Regions from separate parts of the Mus musculus genome. Here regions 2, 3, 4, 5, 6 and 7 are each linked to region 1. The links are chromatin contacts, called in public HiCAR-type and promoter capture Hi-C maps. All regions are on one chromosome and are shown on one strand. The core of a region is the stretch at or near the end of the contact, and the rest is flanking DNA. Distances in the headings are between cores, read along the strand shown. Region 1 holds the start of Tmx1 (thioredoxin-related transmembrane protein 1). Region 2 holds the start of Vcpkmt (valosin containing protein lysine (K) methyltransferase). Region 3 holds the start of Sos2 (SOS Ras/Rho guanine nucleotide exchange factor 2). Region 4 holds the start of L2hgdh (L-2-hydroxyglutarate dehydrogenase). Region 5 holds the start of 4930512B01Rik (RIKEN cDNA 4930512B01 gene). Region 6 holds the start of Tomm20l (translocase of outer mitochondrial membrane 20-like). Region 7 overlaps Arid4a (AT rich interactive domain 4A (RBP1-like)).

What was found. Promoter capture Hi-C pulls out the DNA fragments that hold promoters and counts their contacts. HiCAR-type assays count read pairs that join an accessible place to other places.
Region 2: a HiCAR-type map of astrocytes shows a contact between it and region 1, with 3 times the contacts expected there. The contact joins the promoter of Vcpkmt here to the promoter of Tmx1 in region 1. A contact is called at or near these places in 2 of 39 promoter capture datasets (erythroid cells and neutrophils) and 1 of 115 datasets of contacts at active chromatin or transcription factors (astrocytes).
Region 3: a contact with region 1 is called in a promoter capture Hi-C map of pre-B cells, with 3 times the contacts expected there. The contact joins the promoter of Sos2 here to the promoter of Tmx1 in region 1. A contact is called at or near these places in 4 of 39 promoter capture datasets (the C10 cell line, HPC-7-derived erythroid cells, liver and 1 more).
Region 4: a contact with region 1 is called in a promoter capture Hi-C map of pre-B cells, with 5 times the contacts expected there. The contact joins the promoter of L2hgdh here to the promoter of Tmx1 in region 1. A contact is called at or near these places in 15 of 39 promoter capture datasets (the 3T3-L1 cell line, 3T3-L1-derived adipocytes, the C10 cell line and 12 more), 2 of 484 Hi-C or Micro-C datasets (CD4 T cells and embryonic stem cells), 1 of 115 datasets of contacts at active chromatin or transcription factors (bone marrow-derived macrophages) and 2 of 9 other capture datasets (adipose tissue and liver).
Region 5: a contact with region 1 is called in a promoter capture Hi-C map of stem cell-derived epiblast-like cells, with 3 times the contacts expected there. The contact joins the promoter of 4930512B01Rik here to the promoter of Tmx1 in region 1. A contact is called at or near these places in 7 of 39 promoter capture datasets (the 3T3-L1 cell line, 3T3-L1-derived adipocytes, the C10 cell line and 4 more).
Region 6: a contact with region 1 is called in a promoter capture Hi-C map of liver, with 7 times the contacts expected there. The contact joins the promoter of Tomm20l here to the promoter of Tmx1 in region 1. A contact is called at or near these places in 3 of 39 promoter capture datasets (the C10 cell line and liver) and 3 of 9 other capture datasets (adipose tissue, embryonic stem cells and liver).
Region 7: a promoter capture Hi-C map of liver shows a contact between it and region 1, with 2.9 times the contacts expected there. The contact joins the enhancer-like site here to the promoter of Tmx1 in region 1. A contact is called at or near these places in 5 of 39 promoter capture datasets (cranial neural crest, hippocampal neurons, liver and 1 more), 1 of 484 Hi-C or Micro-C datasets (the HPC-5 cell line), 2 of 115 datasets of contacts at active chromatin or transcription factors (large pre-B cells and memory CD8 T cells) and 2 of 9 other capture datasets (adipose tissue and liver).

What each region holds. Positions count from the first base shown.
Region 1 is chr12:70,451,863-70,454,483 of GRCm38.p6, reverse strand. Tmx1 (thioredoxin-related transmembrane protein 1) reads right to left here and starts at 1,330. Exons shown (of 8, transcript NM_028339.1): 1 at 1,164-1,330. The coding sequence starts at 1,315.
Region 2 is chr12:69,581,677-69,584,297 of GRCm38.p6, reverse strand. It overlaps Vcpkmt (valosin containing protein lysine (K) methyltransferase), which reads left to right and starts at 1,281. Exons shown (of 6, transcript NM_001033236.3): 1 at 1,281-1,577; 2 at 1,668-1,778; 3 at 1,953-2,022. The coding sequence starts at 1,312. It overlaps Sos2 (SOS Ras/Rho guanine nucleotide exchange factor 2), which reads left to right. Exons shown (of 23, transcript NM_001135559.1): 23 at 1-537.
Region 3 is chr12:69,680,519-69,683,139 of GRCm38.p6, reverse strand. Sos2 (SOS Ras/Rho guanine nucleotide exchange factor 2) reads left to right here and starts at 1,288. Exons shown (of 23, transcript NM_001135559.1): 1 at 1,288-1,625. The coding sequence starts at 1,539.
Region 4 is chr12:69,723,540-69,726,160 of GRCm38.p6, reverse strand. It overlaps L2hgdh (L-2-hydroxyglutarate dehydrogenase), which reads left to right and starts at 1,287. Exons shown (of 10, transcript NM_145443.2): 1 at 1,287-1,507. The coding sequence starts at 1,365. It overlaps Dmac2l (distal membrane arm assembly complex 2 like), which reads right to left and starts at 1,216. Exons shown (of 5, transcript NM_026536.2): 1 at 1,147-1,216.
Region 5 is chr12:69,789,038-69,791,658 of GRCm38.p6, reverse strand. 4930512B01Rik (RIKEN cDNA 4930512B01 gene) reads right to left here and starts at 1,315. Exons shown (of 8, transcript NR_033573.1): 1 at 1,208-1,315. Cdkl1 (cyclin-dependent kinase-like 1 (CDC2-related kinase)) reads left to right here and starts at 952. Exons shown (of 10, transcript NM_183294.2): 1 at 952-1,016; 2 at 1,395-1,672. The coding sequence starts at 1,505.
Region 6 is chr12:71,110,114-71,112,734 of GRCm38.p6, reverse strand. Tomm20l (translocase of outer mitochondrial membrane 20-like) reads right to left here and starts at 1,307. Exons shown (of 5, transcript NM_029227.1): 1 at 1,155-1,307; 2 at 986-1,029. The coding sequence starts at 1,290. It overlaps Gm32906 (a long non-coding RNA gene), which reads left to right. Exons shown (of 3, transcript XR_381662.3): 3 at 1,042-1,984.
Region 7 is chr12:71,049,898-71,052,518 of GRCm38.p6, reverse strand. All of the region lies in intron 11 of Arid4a (AT rich interactive domain 4A (RBP1-like)), which reads right to left. Among named protein-coding and RNA genes, the nearest start is that of Arid4a, 35 kb to the right of the region's middle. Within about 2 kb of position 1,333, at least 42 of the 459 cell types and tissues checked have an H3K27ac peak or open chromatin away from gene starts, as enhancers often do. A contact at or near this core is called in adipose tissue and liver, where this site is marked.

The DNA.
Region 1 (2,621 bases), core at 81-2,580:
TCTTGAGGATGTTCACTTCCACCTCTTCCTTAGTGTACAGCCCTAAACACAATCACAACATAGGCAAACACCAGAATCTTGCTTAAGGGTTGCTAACAACGCTTGCATATATTTACTCTTGAAGCCCAACAAAGCTACTATGACAGCATCTGAACAGGCCAATCGGTAAAGCAGGGGATGGGAGTGGTTATCTACTATAAGGAATTATGTAGAATAATTACCCACCCCAAAACATATGTAAAGATACTGGGTAGTGTCAGTAAACAATGACCATTCAATGGTGGTGCTTTCGCCACATCAATAATGCCGTATCAGGAACACTGTCAATTAACCATTCCACTAATTTATCATCTAAGACAAAGGCCAAAGGTAGTTTATTTCCTACAGCAGCAGGACGGCGGACACTGTTGAAGTAGAATTATCACACAAGATAAGTGATTTTGTTTGAATAGTAAATGATGAACTGGAGTATTTAAAGGGCCTATCAATAATCATACTAATGCATGTGCAATACCATTCGCAGGCCTGTAAATCACAATTCAAGCCATTCTCTAAATTGCAAACGCACCGGTCAAGGAAAAATGAGGTTCATATCAAAAGAAATGAATGTAGGCAAGAAGAAAAAAAAAGAAAATAAAGATTTTAATATATTCCCATTTATTTGGCATTTACAATTTAAAAAAACTAACTCACAAAATAAAAATAAATAAAGAGCTCAAAATTCAGGCATTACAAATACCAATTTCCGAATAAACATAGCAATTTCCGAATGACAGGTTAAAAGCAAGATTTTGTTCAATATCAACTTTTGTAAAAATTTGGAGACTTAAAGTCTGGATGTCTACAAAAGATCACTAAAAGTCTATAGAAACAGCCAAGACCTCCATCGCAACCCAATCCCACCCTCAAATCCGCTAGTCTGTTCCAGAGAATTCGATGTAGCTCGTAATCCTTTAATCGCACCACAGTGCTTAGCAACGACGAGGCTCAGTGCACGCTTAGATAGAAAAGTAATATTCCCGGTTAGGAAATGACCCTGGAGCTGGGGGCGGCAAAGGCTGGGACCTCAAGACCTGGCCGAGGAAGATGGGCTGGTCAGGTGTCCAGCTTGAGGGACGGGGCGGCGGAGGCCACCGCCACCCAGACAAGCGCCCCGCACTCACAATTCTATCATCCACTCTCCTTCCAGCAACGACGTCCAGTTCTCATCGGTGAGGACGCGCACGTTATTCCGCCGTCCGTGGGCCCCAGGGACCGCCCAGAGCAGCAGGACCAGAGCTGCCAGGGGAACCATAAGACGCCCCAAGTGCGCCATGTCAGCCGCTCACCCAGCCTCAGCGCGTTCCCGCTCCACCTCCCCGCCGCAGCTCCACTTCCGCTCTGGCGGCCGCTCCGCTCATGCGCACAAGGAGCCAGCCAGGCGCGCGAGCCCCACCCACTCCCCGCCAGCAACTCAGTGCGCATGTCCGGGCCCTGTTCCTCCTGCGGGAGATGGAGAGGGAAAGCGGGAAATGCGTCTATCTCGGAGCTCACGACTGAAGAGGCGCTTGCCGGCTGTGGTCCCTCGAAAAGCCCTAGAAGGGGCGGTAGGCGGAGGGATCAGGGTGATGCTCTAGAGATGAGTGACCCTGTCGTGCCCACCAGTGCCTAGTAAGGTCACTATGACAGTTTTCTCAGGAACTTTCCCCTTTCAAAATATCACCAGTTAGACGAATGTAGGAGGAGGTCACCAGCCCCTTTACCCTGGCCCTAGGCAAACAGGCATCTACTTTTTGTCCTGGCTACTTTACTAATTGAATCTTGTGTTGTCCCTGTTGACTGACTTATTTTAACTCTTTAAGCATGAGTCCCCGAATTTCCTCTAACACATTCGTAATGAGGCTTTGTCACCCCCTGGCTCTCCGAGGTAGTTTTTATTGCCTGTTCTTTGCTTTCCTGTATATGGGTTATATTTTCCTGTCTTTGCACAACTCAAAAATCTCTTCTTGGAAACTAGGGTTTTAGGGTCTGTAATTCTAGATGTTGATTCCCCTTGTGGCTCTCCATCTTCTGTTCCTCTTGTTGTTTGATTGTTTAGTGAGTTGGCAAGGCAATTCTAGTGAAGTCTGTTTCTCAGAGATTACAGCCCTGGGTGGGTCATCTGGGCGATAGTGGTTTTAGCAGGGCTCATTCCATATCACTTTTTGGGATGTGTTTGCCTCACTTATTTCCAGCTGTAATATTACATGAAGTGCTCACCGATAACTTGTTTTTGTTTTGTTTTAATTCTCAGAGCATACATTGTTCCACAGCCTAATACATTTTGGCAGATGGTTTTGAGGTCAGTGGTTGAAATTTATTTTAAGCCCAGGATGATTCTTCACTGTCTCTTTTCTTAGGTCTCTCTGGTGAACTAAGTGGCTTATGCACTGGCATCTTGTTCTTACTTAAGGAAAACTTTTTTTATTTTTTTGGAGTGACTTTAGGCCTGACCGTTTCTCCATACTCTTATTTAATAAAGTCATTTCTTTGGGGAGAGTTCAGAACTGACTCTCCTGGGCACAAGCAGCCTCAGTCATTATTCTAGGTGCAGTGTAGACCAGCAGGATCTACTTTTCTGGACTTCTAGTGGTGTATAGTCT
Region 2 (2,621 bases), core at 32-2,531, 870 kb after region 1:
ATGGTGTTTAGCTAATCATTGTTTAGCTAATGATTTGCCTATTATTTGGGAAGACAAAATTAATATGCCATATATGTACAGTTTATTTATATTGTATATATTTAAAGATAATGCTAATAACCTCTATAAATGTAAGTGACTTGAGGCCTATAATACAATCTGCTATTTGACTAATTTGTAAGTCTGGAACAAAAGTGTCTTATGGCATAAGAACCAACTGCCATTGTCAAACCTATTAACTGTCTTTAATCTCGTGTTAACTGAAATTTTTGAAAAGTTTTTCCAGATTAGTAATATTTAAACAGAAAATACTTTAAAAAGCTTTATTAAATTTTTTAATCAGGATAAAGCTTTGCCATTTGGATACTATCATTCAAAGTGATCAAGGTATGTATGTTATGCTGATAGTGCAGTAGCAGCCATTGTAAAGTAGCCAAAAGCCACGTTGTTTATCTACTGGTCTGTGGCCTTTTACTGTGCTTTGTATCAGAGTTCTTAACAAGATTAATAAATCACCTCAGTCTTAATTTGTAAAAGATTTGCAATATTGTTTTTCATCACAAAGAGCAAGGAGAAGCTGGGAATAGTGGTGAGCACCTGTAATCGCAGAACTTGGGAGGTTAGACGGAAGCATCTGGACTTAAAGGCGACTCGACTACGTGAAGAGTATGAAGAGTTTGAACCTACTTGGGATACAGGAGGCCATCCTGAAAACAAAAAAACAAAAAACAACAAAGCTGAAAAAAATCTAGAAGAACGAATAGCTATCATCTGTTTATTACGTGTGTGTGTGTGTGTGTGTGTGTGTGTGTGTGTGTGTGTGTTCATACTAGAGATCCAATGTGACAGGCCAACCTGCAGGTCTCTCCTTCTACTATGTGAGTCCTTGGTCTTGCTGGCCATCTTTTGGCCCCGTGGGATGTAAAAGGACTAACTTTTCTTTACCATTAAAAGCAAGTAGCACGTTCCCAGCCACCACGTTTATGCATTCATATGAAAAGGAAGCACAGTAGGAAAACTTCTTGAATATAACCATTTTTAGATAGGACCTGGGTAGCTGCCTAGATCTATCGCCAGCGGCTCTGTGTGAGCCGTTCTCCAGCTATGTATAAGCACTGTCGGTCGCTTTGCTTCTTAAAGTGCCTATCATTGTAGCAGCAGCTGGGCCACTCCTGGGTAGGTTCTGCTGCTTCCTGCGGACTTTGAGAGTCACGCATGCGCCTTGGGCAGCCGCCCTGCCGCTGGGAGGTACGGGTGCTGCGTGGGCGTGACGTTACCGCGTGCCGCAGCCTGCGGCGGGCCGGGGCAGGGATGGCGGCCGCCGTGGAGCCGGAGGTGGAGGACCCGCTGTGGAGCTTTGTGCGGGTTCTGGAGAAGCGGGATGGGACAGTGCTTCGGCTGCAGCAGTACGGCTCCGGGGGCGTGGGTTGCGTTGTGTGGGACGCCGCCATCGTCCTTTCCAAATACCTGGAGACGCCGGGGTTTTCTGGCGACGGGGCCCACGCGCTGAGTCGGCGCTCGGTGCTGGAGCTGGGCTCCGGCACGGGGGCCGTGGGGCTCATGGCTGCGACCCTCGGGTAAGAGCTGGCGGGAAGGCGCTGGTCGCCCAGCATCAGGTCACCGGCGTGCAGCCTTGCGCCTGTACCTCAACGAGGTTGTTTTTTTAGGGCAGATGTTATAGTCACTGATCTTGAAGAGCTGCAGGACTTGCTGAAAATGAATATTGATATGAACAAGCATCTTGTGACTGGTTCTGTTCAAGCCAAGGTACTGAAATGGTTTGTATGGCCTTTCAGCTTGTTTTTAAGATAATCGATCGCTTACATGGGCTTTAAATTGCATTTTACACAACGCTTGCTTAATATGAGGGGAGCCTTCTGCTTCTCGTTTCTAAAATGAACACTTTAAATCGTCAGAGCATCAGTTAAAGACATACGTTTGACATTTTTAAGGGGTGAAGACATAGAAGACTTGATGTCACCAGACTACATATTGATGGCAGACTGTATATACTATGAGGAGGTGAGTAGTGGTCGAACTGGTGTGTCCGAAAGCCCACAGCTCTCCGTGGTTTAACACCTCCAGGTGTGGGATATTTGTTCTATAGATGATGAGGCAGTAAAGAGAAGTTAAACTATCAAAGGCAACACATTCGCACAATTCAGGATAGGCATACAGGCCTGCCTGTGCGAGGTGGTTGAGAAAACTTGCGTGCATTCTACTGGAGACTTTTTGGAAAAATTTAAAAGGATTTTCCGATTTGCATATATTCTAGAAAACTAAGATACCTTCTGTTTGTTTGTCTGTTTGTTCATTTGTTTTTCTTTTCCCATTGACTGCTAACTGTGACTTTGGAAATTAATTAAAATGCAGGTTGGCTCACTCCTAGAATCCTAGCACTCACAATTGCCATGAATGCTAGGCCAGCACAGAGTGAGACGCTCCAAAATTAGTTATTCTCAGTGACAACATTTTATTAGACTTGTGGAATGATTTTCTTCCCATATCAGTTTATGCAGTATTGGACAGTATTTAGTTTTAAGTTGATGCCTTGAGCCAACTGATGATCAAAAGGGTCAGCAGTTAAGAGCACACACAGTTCTTCCAGAGGATCCAAGTTC
Region 3 (2,621 bases), core at 39-2,538, 770 kb after region 1:
CCCCAGAGGACTTTTTTTTTTTTAAACACTGTGGATACTTAGATTAAAAAAGAAACCAAAAACAAAACAAAACGGAAACCTCCGATCTCTTTAAGTATTTAGTTGCCATTTTTACTTTATGAAGTCAAAATGGTGTTGTGTTTGGGGGAGAACAATGTTCACCCACTGATTCTGGAGCTGAAATTACTACACAAGTTATCTTTTCCAGTCTGTTCTTCTGTTCCCTTCCTCACTTCGGTGGCTGGCAGCATGACTGTTTACAGCCCGTTGGGAGCAATCTGTTCAGCGATTTTAGTGGGATGAAATTTGGGTTAGTGAAAAAGTTTCCAAAGTACATGCCCCTTCAACTTAAAAAAGCATAGGGACAGAGGATTTTTAGGTTTTTTTTTTTTAATGCTAATTAGTGTGACTGTATCGCAGGATCCAGGTTCTGTAGAACCTTAAGTGGAAAGGATTTGAACATGATTAACCTAAGAACAATATCTGAAAGTTTTTGGATACTTTTTTTTTTTTTTTTTTTTTGATCCATAGGGACTCTAGGTGAAAGACCTCGAACTGAAGTCATCTGGCCCTTCAACGTGCGCTAAGAGCTTCCCATGACCCTACAATGTGACTTTATGAATAGCCACTATCACCTAAATATACAAAGGAGCCACACAGAGCACACGTTAAATAAATATCCTATCAGCCCAAATGTCCTTTTCTCCCCACATCTGTGTTCTGCCTCCCAGAGCTGCAGTCACGGGCTCGGGGGTCCCCTAGGGCTGTACCGAATCAGGATTGTCTGCCAGGACTCGGAACGCTGCCGAGTTCGTCTGGAAGAGCCACCCCGCCCCGTGCACGTTCCCAGGAGAGACCGATTACCCTCCCGGCCCCGGGGCCCCGCACCAGACGCCTCGGCCCGCTCGGCGGCGCGCATGCTCCGTGCTGGTCTTCTCCAGAGACTCGGGAGAGCGAGCGCGGGGCCGAGCCGAGCCGAGCCGCCGCTGCAGGCACCGGGCGCTCGGCGGCGGCCGGCGGGGCTGGAGGGGCGGCGGCGGCGGCGGCGGCCAGTGCCGTGCACGCCGGACACGCGCGCCCGCTCGGCCCCGAGGGCCCTCTGGAGGTGACTCGGGCGGACCCGGCGGTGGCGGCGGCGGCGGCGGCGGCGGTAGCGGCGGCTGCGCGGAGGGCGGGGGAGGCGATGAGGACGCTGCGGGCCGCCGCTGTCTGCCCGCCGCGGCCGTAGCGGGAGTCGGGGCGGGGGCGAGGCCGGCGGTGCCCCGCGCTGCGCACCCAGACAAAGGAGGAGGAGCCTCGGGCCAGCGGGCCGGCGCCGCGGGGACAGCAGGACGCCTCGGGCCGCCGCGCTTCCTCGGGGCTGCGGGGCCGCCAAGCCTCGGCGAACGCCCGCCCGCCGGCGCCGCCCCCGAGCGCTCGGCCGGAGCTGCGGCCCGGGCGGGAGGCGGCGGCCGGGGCGAGGCGAGGCGAGGCGGCCGGCGCCCTGCCTGTCAGGCCACCGGCCCGGCCTCCGATGCGGAGGCGCTGCGGCCGGGGCCATGCAGCAGGCGCCGCAGCCCTACGAGTTCTTCAGCGAAGAAAACAGCCCGAAATGGCGGGGACTATTGGTCCCGGCCCTGCGGAAGGTCAGTGCTGGGGCCGAGGGAGGTGCCGCGGGGCGACGGGCTGGGGGGCCGGGCCCGGAGCTCGCACAACTTGTAACGGGGAGAGCGAGGAGCGGGGAGCACGGCTCGCGCCCGCCCCGCGTGCCGCGGCCGAGCCTTCTCTGGCCGGGCTGCGGGCGCTCCTAATTGCCTGTTGCATCCCGAAGGACGTTTTCTCAACTTTCTTTTTTGGCCTGGTCCCGGAAGGAAGGTTTTGTTATGATCATAAAACTGGATTTCATCTTACAGTCATTTCGTCAGGCAACTTCCGCCGTTGACCAATGCGTTGTCCTCAGGCTGGATTCTGGCAACACAGAGTCCCACTGGTTTTTTTCGTTTCTAAAACAAATGCGCAATTTTGGACCGAGAGGCTACTTTGAATTAAGTTCTTGGGGCTGGGGGTGCTCGCCTCGGGCGGCTTGCTTGCTACGCTCGCCCATTCGCCTGTTGAGGCTGTGCTGTTTTCGCTAATATGGATGTGTGTTTCCCATGTGTGAAGTGTCAGTGAGTCATAGTATTCGTTCTCCAGCTCTTGGGGTGAATCTAAAGCGCCTCCCCACTTCCTGCAGAAGTCTTACCTGAATACAAAGATTGCCTCACAAAATGTGGTCAGTTTCTTCACAGCGACGAGGACTTGCAATAACCACTTTTAAGGGACAGTTGCGGGGGCGGGCGGGGGGGGGGAGGTGGCTCGTTGCTAATCAATCTTTGGAGATTAGATACATTGCTAGGGTGCGTGTCTCCGATTGGTTGGTGCTAGTCTTATATGAAGTTAGGTAATTATGCCATTCTCTTTGTTGCTCTGGGCCAGCAAGAGACTCGTTAGGGAAGGTGATTTGCGGTCCAACAACACAAGCTTGATGGCTTGAATTTCATTCCTGGAATCCACGTAAAGGTGATAGGGGAGAACTGACTCCACAAAGCTGTCCTGGCCTTCATGCAGGCCCTCACCACACACACACACACACACACACACAC
Region 4 (2,621 bases), core at 38-2,537, 730 kb after region 1:
GAGGAGAGAATGTGTCTAGTCTTATGCAACGTCACATACAGTGGCTGGTTGATATCCATAGGAGGCTGCCCCTTTTCCTAAGTGGGTGGGTGGGGGTGGGGTCGATAGTGAGAAGAAGGCTACAGCGCTTTGGATGCCTGCTTTTAAAAATTTGGCAAGAATTTGAGGTTGGGCCAGGACTGGGAAGTAGGCTCAAGATGAACACAGCTGAGGACAGAGTTATTTTGTATTTTGATGGGTCTTGATAAGACTCTGAATACAACTATCATGGCACCTTTGTTTAGGCTTTGTTCCTTAACTCTGTTTATGACTTAGGACTGACCTTATTCTTTGCATGTACTTAGAATTGTATAAAAGCAGACTGACTGGAGGAAAAATAACCTTGCTTCAACCTCAGAACGGGCTAGGGTTATGTTAATAGTACTGTCTAATTGTCTTTTTCTTTTCAATTTTTTCATCCCTCCCTGGAGAACCTGTTGACTGAGCTGGCTTAGTCAGGAAGGCCTGAGAGAAGGAAGGGGAAGCTGGGGCAGAGATGTAAATTAATAAAGAAAAGTTTGGGGCTAGAGAGATGGCTCTATGGTTAAGACTGTTAACTGGTCTTACCTGAGGGCCTAGATTCCCAGCACCCACATGGCAGCTCAGAATTTCCAGTTCCAGGCGATCCTGTACTCCCCTTTCTGGTCTCACAAACTCCTGCACATACCTGTTGCAATAAGCTCGCATAGGCACATATACAAGTCAATAATAGAAACCAAAAAAACAACACTAAATGACGACAGAGACCGAGCCGTCTACTTTCATCCAGCGCCTAGCTCAGCGCCCGATATTTACAAGCTGAGTCAGTGGTTGAATGAACAACCAACCAGGAGCCCCATGAAGGGCCCAGAAACCTGCGGGCAATCAGCAGGGTAGTGACAGGGAGCGGCAGGAGGTGGCTTAGTCCCCAGCTCCCGGGCCACAGCGTCGCCAACCGACCAGGAGGCGTGGCCGAAGGAGAGGCCGCAGGAGCCAGGGGTCACCCCGACATGCCCAGCCTTCTCTGGCGGAACAGCGCCGGCGTCCAGTCAAGCCTGTGCGGGCGGAGGTCCCGGAGAGTGGAACCACCACCCGGTCCCCGCCTTCGCCCTAGCTCCTCTTACTCACGGCGTGCTGCGTCCCTGCGCCTGGCCGGCCCTTCGCCCTCGGTCTTTTCCTTCCACGGCGCTCGCTCATTGGCCAGCGGAGACCACGCCCACGTCAGGCAAACGCGCGTGTTTCATTGGCTCTCGTCTGGGGGCGGGGCTGGAGAGCGGCGCGCTTCACCCTTAGAGTCCGTTCAGGTTGCGGGTGCTGGGGTGGAGGGAGGGGAGGTGGCGCAGGCCATGTGGCCGACCCTGCGCTACGTAGGCGGTGTCTGCGGACTGGCCCGGTACTGCGTGGCTGGGGGCTTCCTCCGCGCAAGTGGACCGGCGTCCGGGGTGCCCGGGCTACTGTGCGGGGGTGGCCGCAGAAGCTCCAGCACCAGGTAAGTGAGAGGCGGCGGCCTGCACTTGCTGTTCCGCTCAGGGATCTCCAACTGAACCTGTCTGTGTCCCCCGACTCGATGTCTCTGTCCCCGGCGAGGAAGTCCTGATTCTGTGGTCCAGCCTCGAATCCCAGGAGCTGCTGACCCGCAGGGTTCGTCCACTGCGTTTGTGCGCCATAGGAAAGGCAGTGTTGAGTTGAGGTCCGGAGCTAATCTGGCTCCGAATACACAACTCCTCTCCATTTCTTAACCACTCTAAAGGGTGACTGGTGACTAGGATCCTAGTCTGGCCCCTAGGTGGTCACTTTGAAGATTAAAAGACCTAGCACACTGCCAATAAGTATGCAGCTTCTTAACTATCATCCCCTGTGTTGCTTGGAAAATCCAGAACTTGGCTTCTGTGGGTCAGTTCCTTGCACACACTAGAGTTGTCCTCACTAGAAGCAACTCAGTTGCCTACTGTGAGCTGCCTAGGAAAGCTGGCAAATACAGTGTTCGGTGTGAAAGCTTTAAGGGCGGGGTGGAGGGGTGGGGGTGGGGGAGCTTTTGATTGTTTGAGACAAGGTAGACCATGCGAATGGATTTAGTGGCAGACCGAGGTGTGGCACGACCCTGGAGAGGGGCAGTGTTTTTGTTTAAGACGCGTTTAAAGCATGTTAAACGGTACTGGTTTGTTTTCCTTTGGCTGTCCTATGACTCCGGTGTAGATCAGGCTGGCCTCTAATGCCTCAAGCTATCAACCTGCCACTCCTTTCCTAGTGCAGGAATTAAAGGCACGTGCCACCCAACCTGCGCCACCTTAACTTTTGAGACTGGATCTCTCCCAATTTCTCTCCCTCTCCCTGTCCCCCTCCCTTTTTCCCTCCCCCTCCGTGTGTGTGTGTGTGTGTGTGTGTGTGTGTGTGTGTTTCTATCTGTCACTTGCTTTTTCCACATGGGGTCTCTCTTTGTATCCTGGCTATCTTGTTGACCAGGCTGTCCTTGAACTCAGAGATCTTCAGTGTCTGCAGGGATTAAAGGTGTTTGCCTCCACTGCCTCGGGGCAGGAGAGGGATGGGGTGGGGGATAGGGTCTCTTGAGGTGATTGGTTGGTTGCTCAGTAAGCACGAGGGAT
Region 5 (2,621 bases), core at 66-2,565, 660 kb after region 1:
ACAACAGAACGCTACCCGGCAATAAACAGGAAGACACTGCTGCTAAATGCAAGATGTGTGTGGCTCTCAGATGTATTCTGTGAAGTGAGAATCTGACTCAATAAAAGCTGTGCACTGTATGTTTCCATGTACGCGATATTCTGGGCAAGGCAAAGCTATCGAGAAGACAAAAGTCAAAAAGAGTAGGCATTCACATTTGCACATGATTTCTGGGGAGGGTCCCAGACCACCACGAGTCTATTCTAGTAACTCATTATACCTCTACCCTTTGCCAGGCAGCCGTCACGCTCGGTATGCCCAGACCCAGCTTCCTCTTGAGCTCTGTGTACATTTGCATCGCACGTTCCTTGCCCCGGGTTGGCCAGGTTTCACATCGTGCGTTTTCTCTGCTGTAGCCCTGCCGCCAGCACACAAGCACCTCGGCGCCTAGCATAGGGGATGGAAGGGCTGACAAAATGTAGAGGCTGTCTGTGCGATCCTTATTTCAAGATTTCCTGCATCCATCAACTGCCACTGTCACTGTACTGAAACAGGTTCAATAAGAAGGTGATTGGGGAAAGAGTCAAGGCAATCAAAGCAGGCTCTGCACCGCCAAGACCCCACTACATGGGAGGGAAGGCCATCCTGCCTCCCTCTATTGCCTCACTCTCTCTCATTCATTTTTCGAAGCTGCAGCACCGAGCAATTGCTGTCCTCCGGGGTTCACAGGCGAGGAACGGACACCAAGGAGTGGACGTAATAAGGTATGGACCTGGTCACCCTAGCCCGAGCAGGCTGCTAGGACAGCCTGGGAGCAGGCGTTCTCCCTGCAAACTCTCCATGCTGTGATTTCCACGATTTAAACCCTCTGGACCTGCAGCGCGGGGTCAGGGACCCGGCCAAGTGGCTGCGGGTACAGCAGGGCGGAGGGCGGCCCCGCCCAACCGGCGCGGTTCCCATGGGGATCGCAGCAGTCACCCAGCCGAGCTGCAGGCTGCTGTGCTAGAGCTGGGCCGAGAGGCGCCTCAGGAGTCAGGGTGGGAGGTCCCCACAGTCCCTGCAGTTCCCGCAGTCCCCACGGGCCCGGTTGCCCAGCCGGTGTCCTCTTCCGGAGGGAATTGAGACCCGAAACTAGAACCGGGGAAGCCCTTCGCCTTCCTGGTGCTCCAGCCAGCTCAAGTGTCTTAGATCGTATGAACCATAACGTTAAAAAGATAGATTATCTTACAGCTCGGCTCGTTTTTGGATGCTGGCTACATCTTTAGCTCGAGGGAATGAAACAGACAACTGAAATTAGGTCACCCATGGCAGCCACCTGTAGACTCCCAGCCTTGACCGCGATGTCATTGCTGGGTGGGGGTGGAGTCCACACCTGGCTGATCCTTATTCTTTAACTCGCGCCTTGTTTTCTCTAGATCGCGGACGACAGCCCTTACTTGATGAGGCTCGAGAGAGGTCAGTTCATAAACGACCTTTAAAAACTATATGAAAATCCGTTCTCAAGAAGACTTGCTCCTCCTCTGTAATGGAAAAATATGAAAAAATTGGAAAGATTGGAGAAGGCTCCTATGGGGTAGTGTTCAAGTGCAGAAACAGGGACACGGGTCAGATCGTGGCCATCAAGAGGTTTCTGGAAACCGAAGATGACCCTGTCATAAAGAAAATCGCCCTTCGAGAAATCCGCATGCTCAAGGTAGCTAATTTGCTTTTTCTGTGCTAGATAGATGCTCTGGGCTGAGGCTCTGCCCTCTTCCCACACAGCCTTTGTCTTCAATGGCACAAATCAGAGTCTGTGCGCAGAGAACGGATTATGTAAGAGTAAGAAGGTGGACAGGAGAGGTGTGGGGCTCTCTTGGCGTCAACTGCAGACAGTCTTTTCACGGGTCTCTAAGAAGCAGAATTTAAAACAACTCGACTTTGCTAGAGTTTTTGAGTTTTGAGCTTCCAGCTTGTTTTCATTTTGTATTTTTAACCCATTGTCCTGTTTTCTTGGGCTATATATGCATCTGTATATGTGTGTTCATGTGTGCGCGCATAAATGTGTGTGTGTGTGTGTGTGTGTGTGTGTGTGTGTGTGTGGCATTTGGAAGCCAAAGGTTAACACTAGCCATCTTCTTCAACCATTTTCCCCCTTGTATATGGATACAGTGTCTCACTAGGATTGCTAGCCAGTGCTCTCCAGGATCTAGTACTGGGATTGCAGGTGGACAGCTGCCCTCGGGCAGCATTTATTGTGAGTGTTGGAATCTAAGCTTAGGTCCTTGGACAAAGGTGTTCATTACAAGACAAAAGTGTGTTCCCTCTTATTCTGGAAAGAGGCTTCTCTGAATTTCTCAGAGGCAATGCAGCTGCTACTGCAGGATGAGGCAGGCCATGGATGGCTCCCATGGGGAATCAACTGTGCTTCAGAAAGTGTGGCCTCGGTGTTCTGTCCAGACCCTGGCCAAGTGTATGAGTGGATGATGCTCTCAGAAGGGGTGAACTCAAATGTTTGTGCCGGTTCCCAGCTGGGGTCCTCTGCCTACTCTCCTCCACACAGCCAGTGTTGCACTCTGCTCTCGTGAGCCACTGACCATGTCCACTTTCTCAGTAGAAGCTGATAGCTGCCTTACTCTTTATTTAGCATCATCATTGTCAATATT
Region 6 (2,621 bases), core at 58-2,557, 660 kb before region 1:
TCAATTCCCGGCATCTGTACCGCAGCTCACAACTTTCTTAGCTCCAGTCCCAGGCGATCAGATGCTCTCTTCTGACCCCTAAATGCTACCATTGATAGCCACATATGGCTGGGAAAACATCCATACACACTAGAATAAGAGGCAGTTTTTAAAAGTGACTAATACAGACAGTATTAATTCATCAGGTTAAAAAGCACTTTCCAGCAAACCTGACCCCCTGAGTTAGACACATGGGACCAGCGACAGAAGTGACTGGACCTCACAAGTTGTCCTCTGACCATCACATATGGGCCATCTTCCTCCTCTGTCTAAAAAATAATAATCACCATCAAAACCCAACTAGTCAATCATAATCTATGTTGGCCTGGGGGGCCTAGGCATCCTGTGAGGATATGAGAAGGACCAAGTTTCTCTTCTTTCTTCTAAGTTAAAAAAAAAAAAAAGAGTGCCCGTCCCTACCACATGTAATTTACAGATGCCTTTCTCTCTCTAACAGTGTTCTCTTTGGCCCAGGCTAACCTTGAACTCCCTCCTGTCTCAGCCTCCCAAGCGATGATTCTGCACACTGAGTATCAAGCCCTGTTTATACTTAAAAACAAAACATAAACAATAAGAAAAACTTTTTTTTTAAATGTGTATGGGTGTTTTGCCAGCATGTATGTCTGCAACCATGTGCATCTCTGTCGCTTCCTGGAGGACAGAAGAGGGTGACAGATCCCTTGGGATTGGAGTTACAGATGGTTGTGAGCTACCCTGTGGGTGCTGGCAATCAAACCTGAGTCCTCTGAAAGAGCAGCCAACCCTCTTGGCCGCTGAGCCATCCCACCAGATCTTCATAATGTGTCCTTACCAGACCCACTTTTCCTTTCTTTCCTTCCCCTTTATAATTAGAAGGTTAAAACTTTATAAAGCAGGTGTGCCACACTGGCAGGCCTCTTCTCCCTGGGCTTCTAGAAGGTTCCTTGGCGGGTCTGCTGCACCTCACCTGCCTGGCGGGCGCCTGGGCCTTGGGCTGTCCAGCTCTTCTCTCTGCAAACACAGGCACGAGCTGGCTGGGAAAGCCAGGTAGCATGGACACGGGTGACCGGGGCACCGGTTTGGGAACCAGCCCGGGCTTGGCCGCCCTCCCTCCCGCCGACCGCACTGGCACTCACTGTCCTGCAGGCGGCGGCGGAATGCGGGGTCTCGGTGCCGCCTCCAGTCCAGGTAGACGCAGTAGCTGAGTAGGACGACCGCGCCGCCCGCTGCCAAGCCCGCCAGGAGACCGACGCCAAGACGGACGCTGGGCATTGGGTTGCCCTGCGAGCGTTGGGCACGGGCCAGCCACACGTGAGCAAACCCCGGGTCCCGAACCCAGGACTCGGGAATTCTGAGCCTTCTCCAGCCTGACAAGACCATTTCCTGTGGCCAGGGCATGCAGTGTCCTTGGGTCGCCTGGATTTCCCTTGCACTTCAATTGGCCCCACGTTATCTCAACTTAGCCCTGGTCAGGCTGGCCAGCCTCCTCCTGTAGGTCCCCAGAACACTCACAATCCAAGTTCTCCACCCACCATAACTCAGGAGAGGGAAAGGAATCGGAAGTAATAATATAGAAGAAAAGCAAACAAAATCATTTTGCCGGTGCTTTTCCCTTTATGTTTGTTTTATTCAGCAAACACAACAAAAGAATACACAGATTTTGTCTCAAAGATCATAAAGGCATTACAAAGCTAAACCTTGTTGTTTTCGTCGTTGTTTTTCAGAGACAGGTTTTCTCTGTAGCAGTGGCTGTCCTGGAACTCACTCTGTAAACCAGGCTGGCCTAGCCTCTGCCTCCCTGAGCACTGATGCTGGGATTAAATTCGTTTGTAATTTACATGTATGGCTGTTTGCCTGTAGGTGTATATCCATGTGTGATGGGCATGCTCAATGCCTACAAAAGAAGGTGTCTGGTCCCTGGAACTGGAGTTACTGACAGTTGTGAACAACCATGTGTACACTGGTAAACCCTTGCCCTCTACAAGAGCAACAAATGCTCTAAACCACCAAGCCATCTCTCCTAGGCCTGTTTTAATTCTTTACTTTGTTTGTTTGCTTGCTTGCTTGTTTTTGTTGAGACAGGGTTTCTCTGTGTAGCCCTGGCTGTCCTGGAGCTCACTCTGTAGACCAGGCTGGCCTGGAACTCAGAAATCCACCTGCCTCTGCCTCCCCAAGTGCTGGGATTCAAGGCGTGCGCCACCACCACCCAGTCTGCTTTAATTTTCAACCGTCCATGTAGCTCATGGTGGCCTGAAACTCTCCATCCTCCTGCCTCAGTTCCAAAGTCCTTAAATAGTTTTTGTTGTGCATTATTCAACTGTACTTACTAATTCACTGTTAACTACCATTATTGTCATAGCAAGGCACCCTATCTGCCCTGAATACCAGTGAGATTAAGAAGTCCCTGTCCTTGGTCTTAGACGTAGTGAAAGTTACACACTGCTTTCCTGAATAGTGCATGTTCTTCCTATGATAACTAAAGTCTTCTATTTGCAAAAGTTTATTATAAAAACAAAAACTGGCTGTCATTACAGGACAACGTCATGGTCTGTTGTAGCTGGGACTGTTGTGTGACAACATTTTCCCTGGGGAGACAACACACA
Region 7 (2,621 bases), core at 84-2,583, 600 kb before region 1:
GCTGTCAAGTGTGCCTGGGAAAAAGAACAGGCTGTTGGGTCTAAGTCTCCTCTCATGCCTCATGCGGTTCATAATCTGCTCCCACCCGAAACTTAGGGGGTTTCTTTCCAAAGCCGGAGTGGAGACAAGGTGACATTCAAAGAAGATGACTTGATTGCAAACACTGAATTACCCAGTAATAGTTGGAGAACCAGTTAACTCAGATCCTAAAATTTACAGAAATACCATTCCTCACTGAAATACCATTCCTCACTGTTACACACATGCCAAACACTTCCAGGAACACAAAGGAAGTGATATATTTACTGCAAGATGCTGTTTTACAATTTAACCATCCCACTTAAAATAATTTTATGACTCTTGCATTTCAAAAGTTAAAGTAAACCCAATAAATTACTTTTCCACTTGAAATGATACATACACTATAATCAAGATGTGATAGTCGTGCTCTCATCAAGACCATTTATTTATCTTATTTATTTATTATTTGTTTGCAAATACTGCATGTGTGTGTGTGTGTGTGTGTGTGTGTGTTTCAAGACAAGGGCTCTCTATGTAACCCTGTTTGTAGACCAGGCTGACCTCAAATTCACAGAAATCCTCCTGCCTTTGCCTCCCAGGTGCTAAGATTAAAGGCATGCACCATCACCAGCTGGTTATCATCAAGTTTTTAACGTCACCCAAACCTCTTATATGACCTCTAATATAAAGTATGATTACGTAAAACTTTTTTTTTTTTTTTAACCATGGAGAGATGGCGCCATGGTTAAGAGCACTGGCTGCTCTTCCAGAGGACCTGGATTTGATTCCCAGTTCCAGGGGATTCTGACTCCCGCCTTCTGGCCTCCACAGATACCAGGCATGCAAGTAGTGCAAAGACATTCATACAGATAGAACACCTCTACACAATAACTATTTTTAAAATGTAGCTAAATTTATGTGAACAAATGTATAAATCTTATTAGTCTCATTATGTGAATTTAGTGTTGTTTATGTTTTAGGCTGAAGTAGTAACGACTTTTAAAAACTCATTAAGACTTCTTAAATAGAGATTTCGGGGCTGAAGCGATGGCTCAATGGTCAAGAGTACTGAATGCTCTTCCAGAGGTCCTAAGGTCAACTCCCAGCAACCACATGGTGACTCATAACCATCTGTAAAGGGATATGATTTCCTTTTCTGGTGTGTCTGAAGACAGCCACAGTGTGCTCATAAAAGAAAAAAAAATTAAAAGAATAAAGAGACTTCTCTTTTTTAATGTGTATGTATGTTTCTGCCTGCATACACAAGTGCTCCATATGCATTCAGTGCCTGAGTAAGCCAGAAGAGGGCACTGGATCGCCTGGAGCTGGAGGTAGAGATGTCTGTAAACTGCCATGTGGGTGCTAAGTAGCAAACTGGCCAGACTGAGGTCTTTTGCACAATCTGCCATGCTCTTGGCCCCTTAACCATCTCTGTCCAGCCCACTGTTATTTTTCATTTCCTTGTTTAATAGTCTAAATTTAAGCAAATTGTTGTATTTGAATGTAAGCTAATATCTAAGGTATTCATTAAAGGAGGTTGTGTCAAATCTACTTAAAGCCTATTATTATTGGTAACTGAAGTTATTAAAATCAGCTTTGATATCTATATTAAAATTTAAAACCTTAAGCTTTACTGACATTACAGTTTTCCTGAGTTATCAGGCATTTACTGTGGGTCTATACACAGAGTGGTCTTGAATAGTCACCAGCAAATGCCTATAACCTACATGGGCAGAGATTGACACAGATGACATTTGATTCAAATACCAAAAAAAAGAATAGTCATATTTCCAGGAATTTAAAAACTTAAGCACTTATGACTTTTACAACAATGGAAAATTATCTTGGGCACTAAATATGGTAATCCCTACAAAAGCTTCAAGATTGGAAAAATGAGTATGTCAATACATTAGACCAAAAAGAGTAGATCTTATAAAAAAACTCACTAATTTTAATTTTCATTGTTACACATGAAATCTGATACACAAGGTCTACTGATAAAGTCATGATGATTTAACCTAAAACTGGTTAATTTCCTCTTGATAATTAACCTTTTAACATCTTACCCTTAGAAAACTCCCCTACATTTATCCAATATAAACCTAAGTCAAGAGAAATAAATAATTCCTATCATTTCTATTCATCTGGACTTTCCAATAAATTTCCAAGCTAAAAAAAATTAGTAATGTCTTTTCTAATATAAAACTTTCTTAACAAAGACATTTAAATAAGACCACAAAAATCATCTCTAAGCAGCTCTTTTTGGCCTAGTTATCTATGTGTTGCAATTACCAATACAGACAGGAAGTATTCCTGCCCCATCCGCAAGTCTCTTCCAAGCACAGCCTGAGACACGCTGCTTACACTCAAAGCCTGACGTGGCCTCTGAGTAGGAAATAAAATACTAAATAAAAAAGCTCCTGCCCCTGGAAAGCTGCACAATGTCCAATCTTACTGCTCCAACTAATGCTTGAATCCCCGCAGCACGGTTAACGAACAGAGGCTACTGCTCATTCGCACTGCACAAACACCAACACTTGTATGATTCTGCAGCATATGCTTGCTAGCCTACCCTGGCTGACGATCTACAGTGTTGTTTA